Regions from separate parts of the Mus musculus genome. Here all the other regions are linked to region 5. Evidence: chromatin contacts called from public HiChIP or PLAC-seq and promoter capture Hi-C data. All regions are on one chromosome and are shown on one strand. Each heading gives the region's core, a stretch centred on a gene start, on an enhancer-like site or on the middle of the called end of the contact. The rest is flanking DNA. Distances are from core to core; before and after follow the strand shown.

What was found. Promoter capture Hi-C pulls out the DNA fragments that hold promoters and counts their contacts. HiChIP or PLAC-seq counts read pairs in DNA pulled down with a chosen protein or histone mark. Capture Hi-C pulls out chosen DNA fragments and counts their contacts.
Region 1: a contact with region 5 is called in a promoter capture Hi-C map of pre-B cells, with 6 times the contacts expected there. The contact joins the promoter of Gadd45b here to the promoter of Rnf126 in region 5. A contact is called at or near these places in 2 of 39 promoter capture datasets (liver and pre-B cells) and 1 of 115 datasets of contacts at active chromatin or transcription factors (pancreatic cancer cells).
Region 2: a contact with region 5 is called in a promoter capture Hi-C map of adipose tissue, with 4 times the contacts expected there. The contact joins the promoter of Cstb here to the promoter of Rnf126 in region 5. A contact is called at or near these places in 1 of 115 datasets of contacts at active chromatin or transcription factors (large pre-B cells) and 1 of 9 other capture datasets (adipose tissue).
Region 3: a promoter capture Hi-C map of pre-B cells shows a contact between it and region 5, with 4 times the contacts expected there. The contact joins the promoter of Pias4 here to the promoter of Rnf126 in region 5. A contact is called at or near these places in 4 of 39 promoter capture datasets (the C10 cell line, hippocampal neurons, liver and 1 more) and 1 of 9 other capture datasets (liver).
Region 4: an H3K27ac HiChIP or PLAC-seq map of extraembryonic endoderm stem cells shows a contact between it and region 5, with 5 times the contacts expected there. The contact joins the promoter of Ilvbl here to the promoter of Rnf126 in region 5. A contact is called at or near these places in 4 of 39 promoter capture datasets (cranial neural crest, liver, pre-B cells and 1 more) and 1 of 115 datasets of contacts at active chromatin or transcription factors (extraembryonic endoderm stem cells).
Region 6: a contact with region 5 is called in a promoter capture Hi-C map of pre-B cells, with 2.7 times the contacts expected there. The contact joins the promoter of Plekhj1 here to the promoter of Rnf126 in region 5.

Annotation. Positions count from the first base shown.
Region 1 is chr10:80,927,718-80,931,403 of GRCm38.p6, forward strand. Gadd45b (growth arrest and DNA-damage-inducible 45 beta) reads left to right here and starts at 2,374. Exons shown (of 4, transcript NM_008655.1): 1 at 2,374-2,642; 2 at 2,731-2,832; 3 at 3,312-3,534. The coding sequence starts at 2,599.
Region 2 is chr10:78,423,327-78,426,955 of GRCm38.p6, forward strand. It overlaps Cstb (cystatin B), which reads left to right and starts at 2,344. Exons shown (of 3, transcript NM_007793.3): 1 at 2,344-2,531; 2 at 3,601-3,629. The coding sequence starts at 2,466.
Region 3 is chr10:81,165,173-81,169,355 of GRCm38.p6, forward strand. It overlaps Pias4 (protein inhibitor of activated STAT 4), which reads right to left and starts at 2,548. Exons shown (of 11, transcript NM_021501.4): 1 at 2,513-2,548. The coding sequence starts at 2,539.
Region 4 is chr10:78,572,719-78,576,555 of GRCm38.p6, forward strand. Ilvbl (ilvB (bacterial acetolactate synthase)-like) reads left to right here and starts at 2,273. Exons shown (of 15, transcript NM_001359302.1): 1 at 2,273-2,513. The coding sequence starts at 2,379.
Region 5 is chr10:79,764,972-79,768,723 of GRCm38.p6, forward strand. It overlaps Rnf126 (ring finger protein 126), which reads right to left and starts at 1,981. Exons shown (of 9, transcript NM_144528.3): 1 at 1,782-1,981. The coding sequence starts at 1,856.
Region 6 is chr10:80,797,372-80,801,064 of GRCm38.p6, forward strand. Plekhj1 (pleckstrin homology domain containing, family J member 1) reads right to left here and starts at 1,255. Exons shown (of 6, transcript NM_023900.2): 1 at 710-1,255; 2 at 539-606; 3 at 402-468. The coding sequence starts at 803. Sf3a2 (splicing factor 3a, subunit 2) reads left to right here and starts at 1,364. Exons shown (of 9, transcript NM_013651.4): 1 at 1,364-1,434.

The DNA of each region.
Region 1 (3,686 bases), core at 1,124-3,623, 1.2 Mb after region 5:
TGTTTTGGTTTCGTTTCGTTTTGGTTTTTCGAGACAGGGTTTCTCTGTGTAGCCCTGGCTGTCCTGGAACTCACTCTGTAGCCCAGGCTGGCCTCGAACTCAGAAATTCGCCTGCCTCTGCCTCCCAAGTGCTGGGATTGAAGGCGTGTGCCACCACTGCCTGGCAACAACCAGTGTTCTTTAAGGCTGAGACATCTCTCTAGCCCCACCCCCAGGTTTAAAACAGGGTCTCATTTAGCCCAGGCTAGTCTCAAACTCACTACATAGCCCTGGATGATCCTGACCTACTGACTGATCTTCCGGTCTCTTCCTTCCTAGGGCTGGGATGACAAATGTGTACCACCATAGGGTTCGTGTGGTACAGGGGTGGAAAACAGCGCCTCACACATGCTCAGTACGTGCTCTGCCATTGAACCATTGCTACAGTCCAGCAGCCAATTTAGACTATTAAAATACACATCTAGTAAAGTTTACTTATTTGTGTGTGAGGACACAGTACACTTTGGAGTAGGTACGGAGATCAGAAGACAATTCGCAGGAGTCAGCTCGAACCCTCCATCCTGTGGAGGATGTCTTGCCCTTCATGTTTGATATTTAAAATACTGTATGTATAGATTATTCCAGGTTGGGCTATAGCGGTATGTAGATATTGGTGATGAGCTTGCTAGGCATCACGAAGTCCTGGATTCATCACCAGCATCGAAAAAAAAATTAATAAAAAAAAAATCGCTGGGCAGTGGTGGCCCACGCCTTTAATCCCAGCAAGCACTAGGGAGGCAGAGGCAGGCGGATCTCTTGAGTTCGAGGCCAGCCTGGTCTACAGAGTGAGTTCCAGGACAGTCAGGGCTATACAGAGAAATCTGTCTCAAAAAAAAAAAAAAAAAAAAAATCATTCCAAGTGTTCTCTCCCCCTCCCTTTCCGGAAGCTGCGTGAGCAGAGACCTCATGAGGCCACCAGGTGTCGCCGCCGCGCCTCTCACGCCAGGGACATTTCGCATGCTGGGTGGGTGGCGCGGAGGAAGCAGGATGCGTCACCAGACCCGGGATCGGGGGATCCGGGGATCCGGGGAACCGAGCCGCGCGGCCGAGGCCAGGACCCAGGCTGGCGGAGGAGGCGACTCAGGGTGATTCACCGGGAGCCCCCGTGCACCGTGGGAGAATCCCACGCGGGTCTATCTGCCTCGCTCGTGTCCTTGCTGTCGACTACCAGCCCTCAAGCTGTGGCTTGGAACGCCCTTGGAAGCCTCAGTTTCCATTTTGCATAATGCAGATATCAATTCCTTTGCCTGACAAATCTTGGAAAGATAAATGACACGCGTGGAAGAAGGGGCTTGTGCTTCATGCTACGCACTACAAAAATGCCAGGGACATAAGAGCGGCTGCCTTTCAGTCACCTCTCCCCGGGTCAGTACCCTTCGGGTTTTGCCACTTGGCTTCCCCCTCAGGGGTTAAGTGTGGCGAATCGATCTGAGGATAGACGGTGAGGCAGCCGGCAGGGGGCAGGGTCACTCCGCAGAGCGTCTGGAGGGCTCTTCACCTGCGCCTCCCGTGCACACGTGAAATTCTCGGGGTGCCGGGAGGAGGGAGAAAGGGTTCCGGATCTCTCCCCCTGCGATCCCTTAGTGCTCTGCAGCCAGGACCCCTGGGGCACCGCCAAGCCACCTACCACGACCACTAGGAAGCTTCCTGTGTGCCTCTCCTCCCGCGACCCTGGCCTTAGAGGGCTGAGCGTTCTCAAAGCACCTTCGTGCTGGCGATGCTAGGGTGCCTTGGTAGTTCTCACTTTGGGGAGAGGATCCCACCGTCCTCAAACTTACCAAACGTTTACTGTATACCCTAGACGTTATTTAAACACTCTCCAACTCTACAAGGCCGGCAGAACACTTAGTAAGCCTCCTGGCGCATGCACATCCCTTCTTTCAGAGCTTGGGAAAGGCTAGGGACTCTCCGGGGACAGCGAGGGGATTCCAGACAGCCCTCCCCGAAAGTTCAGGCCAGCCTCTCGCGCTGGAAACCCCGCGCGCGGCCTGCGTAGCGCGGCTGCCGGGAAATCAGGAGAGAAACTTCTGTGGTTTTTTTTTTTTTTTTTTTTTTTTTTTTTTTCTCTCTAGAGCTCTCTCTCTAGAGCTCTCTGGCTTTTCTAGCTGTCGCCGCTGCTGGCGTTCACGCTCCTCCCAGCCCTGACCCCCACGTGGGGCCGCCGGAGCTCCGAGCTCCGCCCTTTCCATCTCCAGCCAATCTCAGCGCGGGATACTCGGCCCTTTGTGCATCTACCAATGGGTGGAAAGCGCATGCCTCCAGTGGCCACGCCTCCACCCGGGAAGTCATATAAACCGCTCGCAGCGCCCGCGCGCTCACTCCGCAGCAACCCTGGGTCTGCGTTCATCTCTGTCTTCTTGGATTAATTTCGAGGGGGATTTTGCAATCTTCTTTTTACCCCTACTTTTTTCTTGGGAAGGGAAGTCCCACCGCCTCCGGAAGGCCTCCGACACTTCTGGTCGCACGGGAAGGTTTTTTTGCCTCTTGGGTTCGTATCTGGACTTGTACTTTGCTCTTGGGGATCTTCCGTGGGGGTCCGCTGTGGAGTGTGACTGCATCATGACCCTGGAAGAGCTGGTGGCGAGCGACAACGCGGTTCAGAAGTGAGTACAACAGAGGCTGAGGTCTTCTCGCCCGCCGCCTGAGGTCTGCGGGGCTGTCATCGGCTAATCTCCCCATTTGGCCTTTTAGGATGCAGGCGGTGACTGCCGCGGTGGAGCAGCTGCTGGTGGCCGCGCAGCGTCAGGATCGCCTCACCGTGGGGGTGTACGAGGCGGCCAAACTGATGAATGTGTGAGTCAGCACCCCCCTTTCTCGGGCGTGGGTGGGGGCGCCCCTCTGATGCACGCGCGCTCCAACATCCCTATAGGGCTCGGGGCTTTGGGGGACTTTCCCAGCGCTCTCGGTTTTGGGGAGTGGAGGGCGACATTTCTCAGAGAATTTTTTTTGGGGAGGAGGAAAGAGAGTCGCTGCAGAACCCTGACTTCGCAAGTTTGAGGTTTTGTGTTTTTTGTTTTGACAAGGCAACCCCAGTAACTTTGGACTATGTGCTTCCTCCCCCACCGCCATCAGTATTTGCATAGTCGGCCACCCCAGCACCCGTGCAGTACTGCGGCTGGGGGGCTGTTCTTATATACACTCCTGATGCACGATGGGTCTTGTCCACCCTTCCCGCCTGCGGTTCCTGGAGCTCATATCCCCCTATCCCACCCCGTGCACGGTGACACCCGCTCCTGGTCTGACGACCCCCTGACACTCCTTCTCTCCTGCAGGGACCCCGACAGCGTGGTCTTGTGCCTCCTGGCCATAGACGAAGAAGAGGAGGATGATATCGCTCTGCAGATTCACTTCACCCTGATCCAGTCGTTCTGCTGCGACAATGACATTGACATCGTCCGGGTATCAGGCATGCAGAGGCTGGCGCAGCTCCTGGGGGAGCCGGCGGAGACATTGGGCACAACCGAAGCCCGAGACCTGCACTGCCTCCTGGTCACGGTGAGCCCTCCCCCCCCCCACGTCTCTGTCTCTCTCTCTCCCCGCCCCACCCACCCGTCCTGGTCACCTGGGTCCCGTGTTTGTCAACATAGCTGGGCTGGCTGGTCCAGCACCAGCTCAGTGCCCAGCCATGCTTGGCATGTCCCGTGGGC
Region 2 (3,629 bases), core at 1,094-3,593, 1.3 Mb before region 5:
ATATAATAGCACAGGATATCCATCACCATTCCAAAAGGGATAAAGGCAAGCACAGGAAGGGAATACTGGACCAAAGCAAGACTAAAACCAGCTGGGCAAAGTCCAAGCTCTGCATCTCCAAGTCTGACGCCAAAGTGCTCTTCAGATTTCCAACTCTTTCAGCTGTGTTGGCTGCAGCATTCCTCTCTCTCCTGGGCTGGCTCCACTCCCTGTTAGCAGCTTTCCTCAACAGCTATCCCTCGGCTCTGGTATCTCCAATATCTTGGTTTCTCCAAGGCAATCCAGGCTTCATAGCTTCACGTGATGGCCTCTATAGGCCTCCACCCATGACAATACCTGGCCTCAGCAGCTTCCCTTGACCTCAGAGGGAGATTCCATAACCCCTGTCTTCTATCCTTGCCTCTAAAGCCAGAACCATGTGACCGAAGCTGCCAAGTTCTGCTGCTTGCTGAGGCTGGGAACTGACCCCCTGCTTTCCTTCACTGCCTGAGCTTGGTTGTCCTGAAACTTGATCTGAAGACAAAACTGGCTTCACACAACTGCTGGGATTAAAGGCATGCACCGCCACACCTGGCTCTAAACTTTCTTTTAATTCCTTTTCACAGGCTGAAAGCTTAGCTGGGCAGACTCTTGCCCTGAAGTCACCATTCCCTTTATGTAAACATTTGGCTTTTCTGTTACCTGTTTAACTCCTTAAAAAACAGGATTTAGCTCCTTTCCACTTCCTGGTGCCCCCTTTTCTGTACATTTTGTATTTTTTACTTCCTCAGCTTGCTCCTTTTCATTATAGATCTTCATAAGAGTGACCACTAACAACCACACAAGAGAGTCGATACTGGGCCATTTTGAAATTTCCTCTGCCAGCTCAACTAATCCCAAAGACTTAAATTTAGCCTCACGAAGACTTTTTAGACAAGAGCAAAAAAGCAACCACGTTCTTAGCCAAAGCTCGAGAACAGTCTGTAGGCCACATACAAATAGTTTTGTCCTCTGAAACCTCTTGAACCAGACCCCCAAAGCTCACATCACCTTCATCACCACTGTCTTCCATATTCCTACTACTATGGCCCTATGAACTATTAAGTGATCAATTGCTTTTCTAACCCAAAATCCACATTCCTCCAAACAAAAGCATGGCCAGGCCTAATCCCAGCAATACTCCAGTGTCTGGTACTAACTTCTGTTTTAGTTTGGGTTGACTGCCACCACCACAAGTCTCCATGTATGTCTGGGCACCACTTGCATCCCTAGTGCCCATTGAGGCCAGGGGGTGGAGAAATAGGATCCCATGGAACTGGAGTTGTGAGCTAGTATGTGGGAGCTGAGAATTGAACTCAGGTCCTCTGGAAGAGCAGCCAGTTTTCTTAACTGCTGAGCCATCTCTCCAGCCCCTCACTTGGCTCTTTGACTGGGTTCCAAATATCAAATTCAGGCTGTCGCACTTCCGTGGCAAGCCCCTTACCATGAGCTACCTCTGCACCCCCAAATTATTTTTTTTAAGCCAAGGTCTCACTGCATAGTCAGGTTAGCTTAGCCTCTCAAGTGCCAGGATTGCAGGTGTATACCATCATGTCCTGCTATCCAACTGTGACAGTTTTGCAAACGGAAACTCGGGTTTGAAGGTCACTCAAGTAAGAGCACTGACAGAGGGCATATCCGGGGTCCTCATGGTTCCCAGCCTGTGTTGGGTGTGTGAGAATAGAGTCTCACCCAGAATAGACCACCTACCCAGCTCTGTGGGGCTGGGGCTGGGATCCCCAAGCCCCGCCTACCGCCTGACAAGGCCATGTCATTCAAAAAGAATGGAATTCCCAGATAAGCTCTTATTTCATGGGGTTATCCGGACCCAAAAACTAAGTCCACGTTGGGGAGGGGAGGAAAGGATGGGGCCAGGGGTCAAGGAACAGGGATCTGAGACTTCTAGGTCCTCAATCATCTATTTCTGTATCCACTCTATGGAAGGAGGGATAGGGACCCATCAAGACCCCCACTTAATAGTCACAGGACAAGGGGAAATTGAGATGTCCAGGGCTGTACTTCGTGTCCACCTACTCCATGGAAAGACTAGGACCCCTTCTCACATCTCTGCATCCTGTGAGGACCCGGAAGCCCCTAAGCCGGGTCAGAGATACTCCTACAATCACTTCACGACCATTGAGGGGCAATCAGGACTCCCAGCCTCCAAACCCTTCTTAGCGTCCGTTCAGGGAAAGGACGTGAAGCACCCACCATGCCTCACCCTCCGCCCACGCCCAGCCTGGGTCTCCTGACTCTGCCTGGAACGGAGGGTGGTGACAGTAAAGAGAGCGAGCGAGAGGGTGCGGCGCCCCGCCCCGTCGCTCTGTCACGTGCTACGGGTCCGGGGGGGCGGAGCCAAGCCAGGTTTTTCTAGGGTCCAGGCACCCAGGTCTCCTAGTTGGATCTGTCTTCAGCTTCTCCGTGCTACCCCGACTACTGCTGCCAAGATGATGTGTGGCGCGCCATCTGCCACAATGCCAGCCACGGCCGAGACGCAGGAGGTCGCCGACCAGGTGAGGCTGGGCCCAGGTCAGGCCAGTCTGAGCCAGGCCTGCGGAGACCCGGCGGCCTCAGGGACCGGCCTGCCCAGACTGGTCAGGTCCTGCAGCGGGTTTCCGGGGCGGCCACAAGTGTGACTGGGAGCTGGGGGCTCTGGATCTGGTTGGAAGATTCAGGGCCGGGAACTGGGGCGAGTCTTCTGCCGCTTGCATACAAGAGGGCCACTCACCTATTAGGGAACTAGCCCCGGGATCGGTGGAGGGATCCGGTGGTCCCAGAGAATTCAGGAAGGCAGCTGTTAGAACCTAGACGGCACCTTTTTGACTTACACCCAGGCCTAAACAAGAGAAAGCCAGACTGGGCTACTGTGCTTGTCTCCTCAAAAGAAAGAGCTAGGACTGTTTAGCTCAGTGGCAGGAATTCAACTGATACCACCACCACCATCACCAACACCGCCCCTCAGGGAAAAAAAAAAGGATCAAAACCAGAAGTTGTAGAACTTGCTTGTGCCTAGTCTGAAACGAGGGGGTGGACCTTGGGCCTGGGCTGCCCTTCCTGTGACTGTTAGCAGAGCAGAGATTCAGTACAAGGTAGGGGGAGGTTCAGGGTATTAGCAAGAGAAGAAAAGTTAAACAAATCCTCTCTTCAGCTCTCCTGCCACGCCCCAAGCCCAGGACCCTGTCCACTAAGCCTAGCTGATCTTGGGAGGTGTTTGCTCTGACTGAAGTGGCCAAGAAGGAGTGAGTCAGCTCCATGAGACCCTAGAAATGAGGAAATGTTACAGACACACTGGCCAGGCAAGGGAACCTTGGCCACGTGCCACATCAGCACTCAGGAGGCAGAGACAGGCGAGTCTCTCTGAATTTGAAGCCAGCCCAGTTTGCTTAGTTCCATGCCAGCCATAGCTACATAGTGAGACCCTGTCCCCCCCCCCCCCAAAAAAAAGGAGCTGTGTTGTTCTTTATCAGTGGGGCCAACAGTTTACCATGTCCCCCGGAATGAGGAGTATTGAAGGCTGGCAGTGTGTGTGTGTGGGGGCACCTGTGCATGAATCTAAGTCCTTCCTTCTCACCCACCATCCAGGTGAAGTCCCAGCTTGAATCGAAAGAAAA
Region 3 (4,183 bases), core at 1,298-3,797, 1.4 Mb after region 5:
AGCTCCAATGGTAATCACGGAGTTCCACCACCCAGGACTGATGGCAAGCGTCTGAGCAGCCAGGTCGCTGCCATATGGTCTGGGTCAGGTTTCTCAGCAGCTGCTATGGCCTGAGCAGCCTGCTGGAGAACAGCAGGGCATGGGGACAGACGCACAGGAAGAAGCCTCCATCCATCACCCGGAGTGTATTTCCCGCCCTGGCACAGACTACCAGGGCCGAGTTTATAAACAGCATCAGCACCATGACTTCTGGAGATTCAGCTTGGGGTGTGATGTGGAGTGACAACCCAAACACAGAGAGAGAAGTGGCTGTACTTAGCTGTGACACTAGCCTAGGCTCTTTAGAAAGCTGAGATGCCCAACACAGGGGCAAAGGACGAAGGCTTGGCCCCAAGCCTGCTGCAGGCACCATTCACCCACAGGATGATGGAGCATGGTCCATTCATCCACAAACACCACAATCTCGCTTCCTGGAAACCCCAGGATGCCTCAAAAGACAGAATCTCTGGCCTGTTGGGACAGATTGGAGGAAAGCTACCAGAAAAGTGGAGGTATTGCTATCATTCTTAAAACACTGTGAGGGGCCATGACAGGAGTCCTCTGGACCATTTCAGAGTTTCAAAGAAGAGTCAAGTTCACCTAACTAAGGTGGAGGTGGAGGTCTAGGGGGCAGAGAGTCAAGTAGAGGTCATCAGCTTTTATTTAAAGAATCTAGACCGCAAAGAAGCAATCGCAGCCCTTCTCACTGAGGGGGGATGAAGGTACAGAGTCTTTGGCCTCACCCCAATGTTCTAGGATGGTACAAGGGGGACTTCAAGGAGTAAAACTGTGTTCCAGCCGGGCGTGGTGGCCCACACCTTTAATCCTAGCACTTGGGAGGCAGAGGCAGGCGATTTTCTGAATTCAAGGCCAGCCTGGTCTACAGAGTGAGTTCCAGGACAGCCAGGGCTACACAGAGAAACTCTTTCTCAAAAAAACCAAATAAAAAACAAAAAAAACTCCTGCGTTCCAGATCATAGTTTACATATCTCCATCTCAAAGTTCTGTTTCCCAAGAGAAAACCACTATGTAAATGGTGTAGATTTGGGGTGAGTAAATGGTGAGAAAGAGGGGTACACTTTTTTTTTTTTTTTTTTTTTGGTTTTTCAGGACAGGGCTTCTCTGTGTAGCCCTGGCTGTCCTGGAACTCACTCTGTAGATCAGGCTGGCCTTAAACTCAGAAATCCGCCTGCCTCTGCCTCCCGAGCACTGGGATTAAAGGCGTACGCCACCACGCCCAGCTGCACTTTTTTTTTTAAATGATTTTTTGAAACAGGATTTCTCTGTGGAGCCCTGGCTGTCCAGGAACTCACTTTGTAGACCATGTTGGCTTTAAACTCACAGAGATTTGCCTCCCTCTGTCTCCAGACCCCTGGGATTAAAGGTGTGCCACCATGCCTGGTGAGGACGACACCTTTTAATCAGATCCTCTAGAATAACCCTAAGGGTCCCAGTGGGGAGGGAAGGACCATGTCACAAGGCAGGCAGAAAAACGGGGGGGGGGGGGGCAAGTCTGAATCTTATGGGTGGGAAGATGCTTGAGGGGGACTGAGGAACTCCAATAACTCTGGAGGGACAAGTGTGCTGGAACCTTGACAGGGAGACAGAGCAGAACTGGATGTAGGCTAAGCCAAGCTGTACTTCAAGAGGGTTTAATGGGGACTCAAGTCAGGTCAGAGCCCTGGTACCTTAATGCAGAAATGGGGGAACAAGTCTAAACAATGTTCCCCTGGACTCAGTCAAGGTGTCCTGTGAGGATCAATCTGAGGAACACATAACAAGGAGGTGGTGGGTCCAGTATGCCAGGCAGCAGAGAAACTCTACAAGGCGATTCACAGGTTAGAGATGGGTTAGAGTGAGACAGGATCACTGGAGGCTGAAGTGAAGAGGTACCCCAGAGCTGACAAGTGGGGAGCGGGACTCGAGGGCTGAGTCTCTAAAATGAACTTGGGCACTTATAGTTGGCCTGAGTCTGGAGTCAGAAGGTGTCAGTCTGAGCCCCGAGAATCAGAGGACTTGTGGCAATCCCTGTAGACCTTCCCCATGCAGGCCTGTGGGGGAGGAAAGAGGGGGGGCACCCGGACCTGAGTCCTACTCGTTGCCTTGGAAACCTGATGGCGAAGTCACTTTGCATTCCTTCGGCTTCCCAGACCACAGAAGGACCCCCAGTTATGTCCCAACAGAGCTAACCCAAAGGAGAGGACAGTGCCTGCACCGGGAAAGCTGTGTAGCCACACTGTGGGAACCCCTGCTAGGGTCAGTAGAGAAGTGACAGTAGACGGCGGGGACACCCCAGGAGGGAGCTGGCGACCCCGCCCCCGGTCTCCCCGCCCCCCGCCCGCAGGTTCAGCCCGCGTCCCAGTCGCACCCTCGCCGCCCGCGCCGCCACACCCCGCCCTCCCAGCTCCCTGCGAGGAGCGGTCCGTACTCCGCCACCCGCCTGTCCCGGCCGGAGCCACTCTCGCTCACTCACTTTGGCCTCCACCAGCTCTGCCGCCATCTTGGCCACTAGCGTCCCCCGCGCCGGGAGGCCCCAGCCGTCGCGTCACGTGAGGGCCCTCGACTAAAGGGCGGAGCCTGCGCGAGAGCCAGTAAAAGCGAGTGCTGGCTCCTTCCTCCACGCCCCCGCGTCTGAGAGGCGGGAGGATGCATCACGCGCACGCGCCTACAGGAACCCCGCCCGAGGATCTGACCAATCACAACGGACAATTGCCAAATCCCGCCCCCCACGGTTATTTTTCAAGGCGCTGGCCGCTACCACGCCCACTCTGGGGAGGAGTCTGCTGCTTAAAGAAATAGCAGCACTTCCCGCCGCCTCATTTCTCTTGCTTTAGAGAACCGCTAAATTTTTGTGTTTATTTAGTGTGTACATATGTGAAAGTCACAAAACAGTCTAGGAAATTAGGTTTTCTCCTTCCACTGTGTAGGTAGCAGGGATGAACCAGCTAGTGCCTGAACCATATACCCTTTGCCCTGCTCCCTCTCTTACTGGCCCCACCTTTTCTGTAGAGTACAGGCCGAACCCCCTGCCTCGTTTTCAAATTGGCTTGCGGTGGCAACAGTTGTGGGTTTTTAAAAATTGTTTTTGTTTTTTGAGACAGGTTCACCATGTAGCCCTGGCTCTGTGGAACTCGCTTTGTAGACCAGACTGGCCTCAAACTCACTGAAATCCTCCTGCCCCTGCTTCCGGAGAACTGAGATTAAAGATGAACATAACCAAGCCCTGCGTAGCCTTGCTTCTTTAGGGCACAGAAGCCCCTCTAGCTGCATTTTTCCTTCTTTATTTGTTGGCTCAAGGCTACGCCCACTTTTCTGTGGTCTGTTTTATTTATATACTGGGGGAGACACGCAATTTTTGATCGTCCAAAGACAATCTAAGGGGTTTGTATATTTCCACAATATGGATTCAGGGAATCGAACTCAGGTCATCAGGTTTAGAGACTAACGCGAATAGGTGTGGGTGCGCGCGTTCCAAGCCCCCTAGGTGGACATCAGAGGACAATTTGCTGGAATTGCTTTCTCCTTTAACCAGGTGTCACAAAATGAGTTCTGTGGATCGAACTCCTAATAGACTTCTGGGCGATCACCATTTCAGGGGCCCTCCTTGGCTTTCTAACTACCCACAAGCCCCACCCAACCCCCAAATTTTCGAAGCTTGCACTGGGGCCACGCTCACTTCTAGCCCCGCTCTGGGTTTTTAAGCGAGAACGGCACCGCCCCTTGCTTCCGTTTCATTGGGAGGACTGGACCGCGCCCACGTGGGGAGGGTGGTCTTAAAGGTGTATGTGCTTCCTGCTCTGGTGCATTTTATGGCTCATGTTTACGGTTGCATTTTGATGAAGAGAAGGGTTGGGGATGAACAGAATGCGGCCGGGCAGGTGTCCCTGTTCCCTTCGAGCGGCAGCTGGCAGGTGTAGGGCTCGCATGGCCCTGTAGTGATGGGGTGTGAGCCTAGTCGGCCCTGTGCAGTGCACATCTGGGTCGTCTTGCGTGTGTGTGTGTGTGTGTGTGTGTGTGTGTGTGGTGTGTGTGTGTGTGTGTGTGTGGTGTGTGTGTGTGTGTGTGTGTGTGTGTGTGTGTGGTGGGGTGTGAGCCCAGTTGGCCCGGTGCAGTGCACATCCGGGTCGTCTTTCGTGTGTGTGTG
Region 4 (3,837 bases), core at 1,023-3,522, 1.2 Mb before region 5:
GACAGCCTCTTCTTTAGGGTTAAATGAATTAAGTGAAGAAATGTGCCAGGAAAGGCTGTGTGCTGACACAGAGTAACTAGTTCATTCTTTGTCTCTGTCCGTCTCTTGGTGTCTGTGTGTTTCTGTCTCTGTCTCAATCTCTCTGTTACTGAGGATAGAATCCAGGACCTTATAAATAAGAAGTAAGGGCTTCGCCACTAACTACATCACCAGCCCAAATACTATCTTTTTATTGGCCCTGGAAATGTAATTGAACCTAAAAGCCCCTTTCAGGAAGTATGTGGTTGATCCTTTTAATTAAGGGCTCTCACTAATAGGGCCGGGGAGGAGTGGCTCCCTGTACTGCTCCTAGAAAGAGAATGGAGTTAGGAGACAGAAGGGAGTAGGGCCAATTTGGAGATAGATGGAGTAATCCAAAACAATTCTTTTCTTAATTTTTATTTATTCACGTTACATCGAGGTTGAAGCCCTGCCCCTAGTCCCACCCTCACAAGTCCCCCCCCCCCCCATCCCCTCCTCTCCTCCTTAGAGAAGGGGAAGCTTCCCTTGGGTACCAGCCCAGCCTGGGACATCAAGTCATTATAGGACTAAGCATGGTCTCTCCCACAGAATCCCGACTAGGCAGACCAGCTGGGGGAAGGGGATCCAATGGCAGGCAGAGTCAGAGACAGCCAGCCCCTGCTCCAATTGTTAGGAGACTCACAAGAAGACCAAGCTGCACATCTGCTATAAATGGGTAGAGAATCTAGGTCCAGCCCCTGCACTCTCCCAAAACAACTCTTATGGAATGGCAGGGAAAAGCCTACCTTGTTTGATTCAAGACGAAATTGGAGGCATGCTCACAGCCAGTAAGCATAAATAATTCATACGGTAGTTTGGCTAAAAATAGTTGAGTAGGTTTTTGTGGGTACCCATGGCTTTGCCTGTGCTAGGCAAATGTTCCATCACAGAACTTAATCAGAGACCATAGTTGCTGAGAAGGGATGGCTGAACGATCAGCTTTAAACAGGGCATTTATACCATGGCTTGCAAAGGTCAGGGAACACCAAGGAAGAGGAAGTGGAAAGAATATAAGAGCCAAAAGATGGGGAGAAAGGCTGTGGAATGCTATCTTGTGGACATGACACAGCTGAAGCGATTGTGATTTTTGGTTGGTCTCTATGCACTCCTGCTTGTCCTGGAACTCACTATGGAGAAGAGCCTGGTCTTGAACTCGGAATGGTGGGAATAAAAGCACATACTATTACACTGGTTTACATTGTTAAATATCCATTGTTCAGGCTTCAACAAATAGCTCAAAACTCTTGGTTACACAGATGGTCCTGATTAAAAGCCAGTCAAAGAAAAAGACATAAATTGGAGAAAGGGATTTGTAAGACAGATCGGAGTTTGTAAAAGGTCCCCAGATGCTGGAAACCTGGAAAATGACTGAACCGGCCTGGCACCAAACACTAGGGAGTTCTCTAAACATCCTGCAAAGCCTCACAGTGGTCCAGGAAGGGGAGGGGCTTGCATATGTTGCGGTCGGGAATGCGGGTTCTGGGGAGCTCGGGTGGGGGGTGTGTCACAGTCCACGCCCGTGGAACGTGCCGCGAGATGGTTCTCGCGGGTGTGGAAGGCGCGGTGTAATGTTAGCCAATTAGAGGCGAGAGAGAGAAGCGACCAATGATAAACGTCTCTTTCGGATAGCTTTTTCAGCGAGACTCCAGTTTGGCGCACGCGCGTCTCGTTGAACTACGGGGCGCTGCAGAGCCAAGTGGGCAAAAGGGGCACCACTCCACACTCCCCAGTCACGTGACCCAGAAGCGGCAGAGTTCCACTGCAGTCAGGGACCTTTCCTATAGGCAAAGGTCATAGGGCCTTGTTTGGGGATGGGTGGAAGGGAGTTCTATGTAGTGGAGCTGAAGGCGCATCCTATTGAAAAGTGACCTCGGCTGAAGGCCAAAGGTCAAGAGTCTGGTGTGTGTGGGGAGGGTGGGGGAGCGTACCCTAGGCTGCGCGATCCGATGGGGGTGTGGCCTTACGACTCAATGATGTAAGCGCGAGGCGGGCTCTCCGCTGAGCCCCAGTCCAGCGTTGAGGAGGGTGGGTTCTGCATGGGCTCGTTAACAGATAGGTAAGTAGGAATTTCAACCTTGTTTCGGTGCTACTGCGATCGCCTTGACCTGCTGTGGCCTACTTTTAGTTTGAAGGTGGTGACGTCAGGGGGCGGACTTAGCCTCACTGGGGCGTGGCTTTAAGTCCAGTCTAGATGCGTCTGTGGGCGTGGCCTGGCAGGTCGGGGAGGTGTGGCCCAGGTCCGGCGGACGATCCTGCTTCCGGATTAGATTATAGTACTAAGATTCTGGCTCTGTGCTTTCTTACTTAGGTTCTGCCTCATGGAAACTTCTGCGGCCGCTGCATCTGCGGGAGGCTTCTTCCCCTCCTTCCTGCTCCTGGCGTTTGGGACGCTGGTGGCTGCCGTGCTGGGCGTCGCTCACAGACTGGGGCTCTTCTATCAGCTGATGCACAAGGTGCTTAGGGTAGAAGGAGGGCTAGGGGTAGGAGGAAGGCACTAAAGGTGTTTCTCCAGCTCATCCACTGTGCAGGTGTGGAAAGCGAGTCCCAGCTAGTCTAGAAGTGGCTGGTTGGGAGATTCTTTACAGAGCTCTGTCCCTTTGCCAAACTGTATATGGGCCTGGACTTTGTAACTAGTACGAGATAATGGGGAAATTGTCGTTGTCTGGACAGCACACATTCTCCGCCTACCTCCATACCCAGGGGCCTGAGTCATTTTAACAGAGCAGGCCTTTTAAACATAGTGAGATTGGTGGGCTGAAGGTAGGCAGGGGAGGGAATGGGCTCTGATAGTAAGCCCTTCTGAGGAACTGTCTTAGCATATTTCGTACCATCTTCACCAAAGTAAGTGCTATAATTTCTGTCCTTGTGCCCACAAGAGGCAAATGATCTACAGAGAAGTTTAGTATTTTCTCTAGATGACAGATTTGGGAAAAGCTGACCCCACAAGTCATACTTATAAACCACTTGTTCCATTCTGAGAAATTCTTGCCCTTACCCAGTCCCTTTTCTTCTAGACAGGGACAGTGCCACTGACCTTGAAGTATGTAGGGATCGTGAAGCTACTGAGGCTTGGATGCTCAGGGTAGTCTGTGCCAGGAGTCACTTCCGTGCTAGGCATATGGCTGCTGGCAGCATGTCAGCTGGACCTGTGCCTCACTAGCAGAGGGAGGCAATAGGCTGGATGGAGTTAGCACTCCAAGTGCCAGGCCCTGCAGGGATACTAGGAAGCAGGCACACATCTAAGCCAGGGGCCTTCTGCCTCTTGCCAGGCTCTCCTGGATTCTCTGTAGATTTAACCTCTATCTCCTTTCTTCTCAACTGGCCCAGTATCTCTGGAGCAGGCATTATAATCTCCAGAGCCACTTAAGAACATAGGCTTTATCTCAGTCTGCTACTTGGTAGGCTGGGGAGAGATGGTCACAAATTCAAGCCCTGCCTAAGCTACATAAGGAGTTCAAAGCCTCGTGAGACCTTGTCCTAGTAAAAGCTGATGATATAGCTCAGTGGTTAGAGTGCTTGTCTAACACTATCTATGCCCAGGGTTCAATCCTCAGTACAGTTTCAAAAAGAACATTTCTTCTGTTGGAGTCTATCACTTGGGCAAGTCTTGGCATTTTTAGCTGTAGGACAAAGAGAACAATAAATTTGCTAAGTCAGTGTACCCTTCTCTGAATTGGATTTAAAGTGGTATGTCTCTAACCAGAATCTAAGTTCGTCTGTCTTCTGACCTTACCCCTGCCTGTTCTTGTACCTGCTCCTGGGCTGGCCTCTGACTGT
Region 5 (3,752 bases), core at 731-3,230:
CTGGCGGTTAACTCAGGTGTCTGAGAGGCAGCTGAAACTAACACCGCATAGGACGGCCTATTCTGGAGTGTGGGCCATGGCAAGTCTCACTGAACCCACAGACCTGCCCCTGCTCCCTGTCCCACACTAGCTGCTCATACAAAAACCACCCATGCCGGTCAGGTGGTGGCGGAACACGCCTTTAATCTCAGTACTTGAGAGGCAGAGGCAAGCAGATCTCTGTGAATTCAAGGCCAGCCTGGTCTACAGAGTGAGTCCCAGGACAGCCAGAGCTGTTACACAGAGAAACCCTGTCTGGAGAAACAAAACAAAACATCCCCCATGCTCTGTTTAAACACTTGTCACTCCCTGACTGGCTGGCCTATACAAACCCTGTAAGAACAAAGACCATGCTGGGTCACTGGGGCTTACAGGTAGGCTCGTGCCAGGCACAGTGGCAGTTGAGAGGTCAGGGTCCTCCTTATTCAAGGGCACTGAGCCAGAACCTGGTGCTGCTCTGGTCCCAGTAAGGAAACCTGACAGCTAGGTGTACACCTGGGTCTGGCCATCTCCTTACAGAAAACAGTTCCCAGAGCTCACAATGGTGCCAAGGGGCAGCATAGTCCCCAGTCCAGGGGCGTCAAGGCAGATCTGGGGAGGCAAGGCTGAGGCACAGGAAACACAAGTAGAAATAACAATCAATTCCTATGTTCCAGGTTCACCTGGCACCCCACATACCACTCTCTCCAAGCTGCCCCCCTTCCTAGACAGGGTTCCTGTCTGTCCTGGAACTAACAGTTGGCCTCAAACTCAGACATCGGCCTGCCTCTGCCTCCCAAGTGCTGAAATAAAAGGTGTATGCCACCACCTGAATTCTTGGAGTTAATCGCCCTGAAGAATGTCATGGTGTCACCATCCAGAGGGAGAGTGCAGAGACCAGAAGGAACTACAGCACCTCTTACCACCCACCCCGTCGTCACCCTGACAGACTCTGGCTAATTACTCCACCACCTTCTCCGCAATGGTAGATTGGCTTACACCAAACTAGCTACTACTTCTTCAAGGACCCACCCAGGCTTCCACCTCGAAGGGCAGGAGCAGGCTCCACGCTTGGCCTGGAAAGGCCACGGTAGGTTGCAAGTACTGAGCGATCACCTTTCCAGGAGCGAGCCTCAAACCTGGGTATGAAACAAGGGATGCCTGGAAGGTGGGAGGTTCTGTCCTGGGAGAGGAGGCCTGGGGATACCAGCCTAGTCAAAGTCACTCTCAAGAAACTTGCAGGATCCCTGGCATGCACCTGGACAAAACCACCTTGAACCGGAAAAGATGCAGGACACCCAAGCAGGGTCCTCAGGATAGATATGTCCAAAGCTACGAGGAAGAAGCAGGAGGCCAGGGGACAACCAGGTGGGGACCGGGGGATGCAACTGGTCAAAGCCACACTGAAGCCTTAGCACAAGGCCTGTAACAGGCAAGGAGGTGCAGGTACGACCTTCCCAGACCCTCCAGCTCCGCCGTCGGATTCGCAGCTCCTCTGGGCGCAGCAGCGAGGCCCGGGGCGGCGCTCGAGGCCGCGCCGCGCGCCCCCGCGTCCTGGCCACGCGCTCGGCGGCCGTCCCCAGCGCGGAGCTCAGCTTCCGAGCCCCACCGGGTCCGACCAAGCCTGCGTCCCTCGGGCGACCCCGCCGCCGCCCTAGGTTCTTGGACCTGCCCGCCACGCTGCTCGCACCCCGCCGGGTCTCAATTTCCCCTCTAGCCAGCTTCGCGCGCACAGCTCCACGGCCCTCCCGCCCAGGTCTCACCGGCAGGCGCGGCACGATCTCTACCGAGCAGCAGTGGCAGAAGTACCGTCCGGGCTGCGGCGACGCCTCGGCCATGGCCACCGCCGCCTCCGCGCCGCCCGCCCCCCGCGCGGCGCCTGCCGCCGGCCGTTTGCTGCTCCCTCGCCGGCCGACGCGCCCGCGCACGCTCACGCATGGCACGCACGGCACGCACGGCAGGCGTGGGGCTCGCGGAGAAACGCGGGCAACGCGCTGCGGGGGGCTGACTCGTGGAGAACGGTGGCCGCACTAGGACAAAATAAGTATTTCCGGAAGCCAGAGACCTGGGTCCAGTGTGTGGGGCGGAGCCTGGGGGCGAAGCGGCGGAGCCTAGTCTCCTTAGTAACCGGGACGGAGGTGAGGGTCAAGACTGCAGAGCATCTTGGGGGCGTGGCCTATCTGGTGTGGGCGGAGTCTAGAGGGCTTGGCACTTGGGGGTGGAAGGGCGGAGTCACGCTTGAAGAGTGCGGAAGTCCAGGGACAGCGCGAAGGCGGGTCGCCTTGGCGATGACTTTAGGAGGTGAAGTCAGACATGGAAGCAGAAGAAGTCAGAGATGGGGGGCCAGCGAGCGGCGGGGCTACGTGGGGGAGAAGACTTTTTGGCAACCTGCGTGGGACAGGGCCTCGGGGAAGCCTCCGCGACCAAAGGGCGGGGCCTTCGTGGGGGCCCGGGATGTCTCTTTGGCAACCTGGGGTAGGTTATAACCTGTAGGCAACTGGAAAGCTTTAGGGTCCGCAGGCTGAGCCTGCGCAGGGCGGGGCCGGGTTTCCATGGTGACGAGACAGCGACGGGACCAATCCTGGAATCCGCCTAGGAATTTGGCGTGAGCCTGGAGGCGGAGCTCCAAGCTTGCGGGGGCCGTCTCCTTGGCAACGAGGATGGGCAAGCCTGAAGGCGGGTGACTATCTCCAGAGCGGGGATGTAGTCGACAGGGCTGAGTTTCTCCGGCATACGGGATTGGATGTAGAGGCCTCGGAAAGCCAAGTACAGTCGCGAAGTTGGAGTCCTTGAGGGGCGGGACTTGGTTGCCTTGCCAATGGCTTAAGTTGTTAGGGCTATCCCTAAAAAAAAAAAAAAAAAAAAAGTGAGGGACGGGGCCTAAGAGACTCCTCCTCTTCTTCGAACCATCAAGCCCTCATTTCCCAGCTTCCTTCCCCTCATTTAGCCTTCCAGACAAGCTTGCCTGTGGATATTTGCTTGCACTGCACTGCCTGTGCCTCCAAGTGCTTGGTCCCCCAAACTCCGGAGTCTCGGCTGCAATGTTGCCTTTTCACGCGGTCTCTACAGCCCTCCTACATACACTTATGTACACCTGATAATCTGTAAAAACAGTGCCGGGCAGAAGGGAGTATCATGTCTGGACGATACACATCAGGTGTTCCACAAACACCCGAGATAAGGATGAAGAAGGGATGCATTCTCTGGTAGAAGGAGGATCCTCTAGCCCGCAGGCACCCCGTGTGACTCTTCAGGAGTGAATGAAGCCTGCGTCGTCTTCTAGGCTAGGCCCAGAATGTTTCTGAGGTTAGTTCCTGTATTTATTTACTTATTCGTTCAACATTCATCTAGCGTCTATGAAATGCACACAAACACTCCAGCACCATAAGGCAGGGGGGAGGCTTGGACTCTAAACTGACCTTGGATATCTCTGATGACACAAGAATGACTTCCTGGGGGTGAGGAGGGTACATTGCAAGCAGAGTTTTGAAGAAAGAATAGGAGTTACTCAGAGTTAGGATTCCTGCAAGAAGGGGAGGGACAGTCAACCTTCACACCTGGCCTGCTTTCTGTCCCCATTCCCACCCATTCCGGCATTGACCACCAGAGGGCACATGGCCCCCATCAATCGGAACTAGTTATCCCACTAGAGCCAAGTCTACTGTGGTGAGGCAGCCCCTCAGTCGTTTAAACACGCCAATATTCAATGGAGAGACCTTCCTCTGAGCAGCTCA
Region 6 (3,693 bases), core at 5-2,504, 1.0 Mb after region 5:
CACTCGTGCAAGAAGGAGAAAAGAGGGGTACAGATAAAGAACCCCACTGGATAATATAGGTAGACATGATGCCCAAATCTCTACAAGATACTGTAAAGTTCTCGTTAGGGAAGAAGGCTGAGACAGGCCTTAAAGCCTGCCCGTACCCTACCCGTGGCAGAGAGGGCGGCAGAGACTGTTCCTGCTATACACCCCACGTTCGCAGACTGCACCTCTCTCAGTTGGGAACGGGCAGAGGGGTCGGAGAAGAAACTAAGCGAGAACCAGACCCAGTGGGCACTCTGAGTGATAGCTGGGCCAGTCCTGGGCCACCAGCGGACGCGGGATCCAGGACAAACGTAGGCTCCTAAGGGAGTAAAAAGGATCGGGTGTGCGGAGCAGAGTCCGGGATGGAAACTTACTGATGGAGAAGCCGCCCGGTTCTTCCTGGGCCACTCTGCAGCGCTCCAGCAACAGGGCTCCGAGGGGCTGCGCGAGACACGGCCATGAGCGCCGGCCTCCGGGCCGCGCGGGTCCCCCGCGCCCCCCACGCCCCTACCTCGGCCTCGTCCGGGCGGAAGTAAAAGAGGAAGTTGACCACCAGCTTCACCAGTCGCCGCTTGGCCACTGTAGGCACAGGGCGGTGTCAGCGCGGAACTGTTCTCATTCGCCCACCCAGGAACCGCGCCGGCCCGCCCAAGTGCCCCAGCCGCAGCCCCGACTGGCTCACCGCTGCCCTTCTTGGGGCCCCGCATGCCCAGCTCGGCCGCCATCTCTGCCGGCTGTCGGGACAGCGCCTGCAACTCTTTCTCGTTGTACCGCATCCCGCCGCACGGATCCGCGCGAACCAACACGCGCCCTGCCTCTCGGCCGCCGTCCTCCCCGAAGCCGCAGCCAGCGCCACAAAAGTCTCAGAGAGCGATCTCGGAAGTCCCAACCCGGTTACTGCGCCTGCGCGTTGTTGGGCTGGTTGCGCGGCCCTAATTTATGGGTCTGCGCGGTTGAACAGAGTCAGACGGGAAGGAGATGGCCCGTCCTTAAATAACCGCCAGACATACTAAGCGTGAGGTGTAAGTTAGACTCAGAGCACTCCACGATGAGCGAAGCGCCTTCCTGGGCCGGTGAACCCTAACGCTTTCCTCTTGTCACGATAGCCGGCGCCGCTAGACTTAGGGCGGAGCGAAACTGTGCGGTCGCTGCAGTGAGCACGCGCACTCTGCGCCCCGACGCTCCTTTCTCTCCCGCCTACCGAAGACGGAAGTCCATCCGCTGGGCCTGCGCACACACGAAACGCCGACGCCTTTGCTCCCGGAAGGGATCGCTTCGTCGGTCGTGCGCACGCGCGCGGCGAAACCGCGGCCTTGGCGGAGATTAAACCCGGATAGCGAGGCCTTAGCGTTGGTGAGGAGCTGCACAGTTTGTCGGTGGCGGCTGCTCCGTCGGGGAGGCTTGAAGGTGGGAGCGAAAGCCCGGGGGCGGGACGGGGAGAGGCAGCGGCCGCCCTCTTGCCTCAGGATCGGCGCGCGCCCGCCGGGAGAGCGCGCTCTCGCGAGGCCCGTTGGGTCGCCGCGTGATTGCTGGCTTGGGTGGCGCTTCTGTGGCCTCCAGGGTGGTTCGGGGTGTCCGAGTGGCGTCTCGGCGTGTATTTTGACCTCCTTGGTTGTTTCCGTTTCCACCTTCGTTAATCGGGGCCCTGGCGACCACTGCTCCTGTCCACCGGAGCAGGTCCCTTGCTGGGATTGAAAGATAACGGTATCTGCACATAAAAGGGATTTGTCCTGGGACCAGGCCTCCTCCCAGACCATTACCTTAACATATACCACGTCTCTGTCCTTATTGATCGTTCATCGGTAATCTTACGGTAGTCCGTGAGGTTGCGCATCTCCCGTCCCTGCGTCCTGGCCTCCTGTCCCAAGTTTCACGTGTGAGCCCCTCCAGTCATCGGCACAACTTTTCATTTATTTCAGACAGGGTCTCACTGCTTAACTGGGGCTGACCTGCAACTCGGTGTGGAAACTTGGCCGATTTCCAGTTCACAGACATTGCCATGCCTCTGCCTTCTCTCGCATAGTGGGACTTACAGCATGAGCCACCACACTTGGCTGTTTTGATTGGTTTTAAGGAATCGAGGGTTTATTTTGGCTGATGGTATGAAGGTGCGGTCTGCCGTGGTGGTCGTGTTGCAGCAGTAGTCAGCAAGCAGATAAATGCCCTTCCCCGCGTTTTTAAAGATTTTGTTTTAATGTGTCTGTGTGGAGCTTTGTGTGTGAGTGGGGTACCCATAGGGTCCAGAAAGGGATATCAGAGTCCCTGGAGCCTACCGCCACCCTTTTTTCTTTTATCTGAGATAGGATCTCACTGCACAGCCCGGTTTGGTCTCTAACACTAACCTAACCATCTTCCTACCTTGGATAAAGAAATGGGATGAGAAGTGTACACCACCACGCCCTACGTTTTCTGTGTTTCCTGGGGTTGGGAACTGTTGGTGGGCGTTTGCAGAGCTTGGTGCCCCATCCACAGAGCAAGCAGTGTGCTCACCCAGGCCCCAGTTTTGTTTTGCTTTTCTAAGATTTATTTATTTATAATGAGTACACTGTAGCTGTCTTTAGATACACACCAGAAGAGGGCATCGGGTTCCATTACAGATGTTTGTGAACCACCACATCATTGCTGGGATTTGAACTCAGGACCTCTGGAGGAGCAGTCAGTGCTCTTAACCGCTGAGCCACTTCTCCAGCCTGCCCAGGCCAGTTTTGTCCTAGTGTTTGTTTTCCCTCCAAAGCTCATGAACTAACTGCATTTTTGCAGTGGGTACCCATACACATTCAACCTCAAACATGTACCCCTAGGGGACCTTATGCATGATGGACAAGTGTTCCACCCTTGAGGTGCACCCTCACATCTGTGGCTGGATACCCAGGCTCCCTGCAGAGGCCAGGTATAGAGTCCTATGTTCTTGAAAGTTGTCTTTGCCAGCGGTTGAAGTGGTTTTCCATCCTGCTGTTGCGGGTGCCCTCTTGCTCTGAGAAGCCCATGCTGCCACCCTTAGACTCTGCTCTTGCATCTGGCCAACTTCATCTCTGGGAATGTGTCTCTTAGTAGCTTTCAAAGATGTAGACAATGCTCTTTTCAGTCCTTAAGTGGCTGAGTATGAAACATCCGACAAGCTGGTTCTGCCCCACCACTTCCATATACATCTTTCAGCCATTCTCTCGGCATCTAGAGCATCTTGTATCCTTTGCATTCTAGCCTCTTTCTCTTTGACAGCCAGTGGTATCAGTGTCCTGTCTGTCCCAGACACACTCTGTGGTGACACTGAGGTAACTAGGTACCTGGCCCTCAAGGTTCTTAAGTCAAATTTGCAGGAGGCTCCAGCAATATTAACAAGGACTGCCTCCACTTGTTTCCTGAGTACTGTCTCTGAATTTACCTATAGGTTTAAACCAAGGGCTGGGGCTGACACTGAGTAGTCTAAAGTGTTCTGTCATCAGATGACACTGCCTATAGGCTTTGGTTGAGCCTCAAAGATGGGACCCTTGGTACCAAGCACTCCATATGCCATGTGTCAGGTGGAGGAGGGCGTGTCCTTTAATGCCTGCAAAGGCAGGCACACAGGCCAGCCTGATCTATGTAGAGAGTAACCATGACTACATAGAGAATCCTCTCTTAATAATAATAATAATAATGAGAAAAATTAACAACAACACCGGGGAG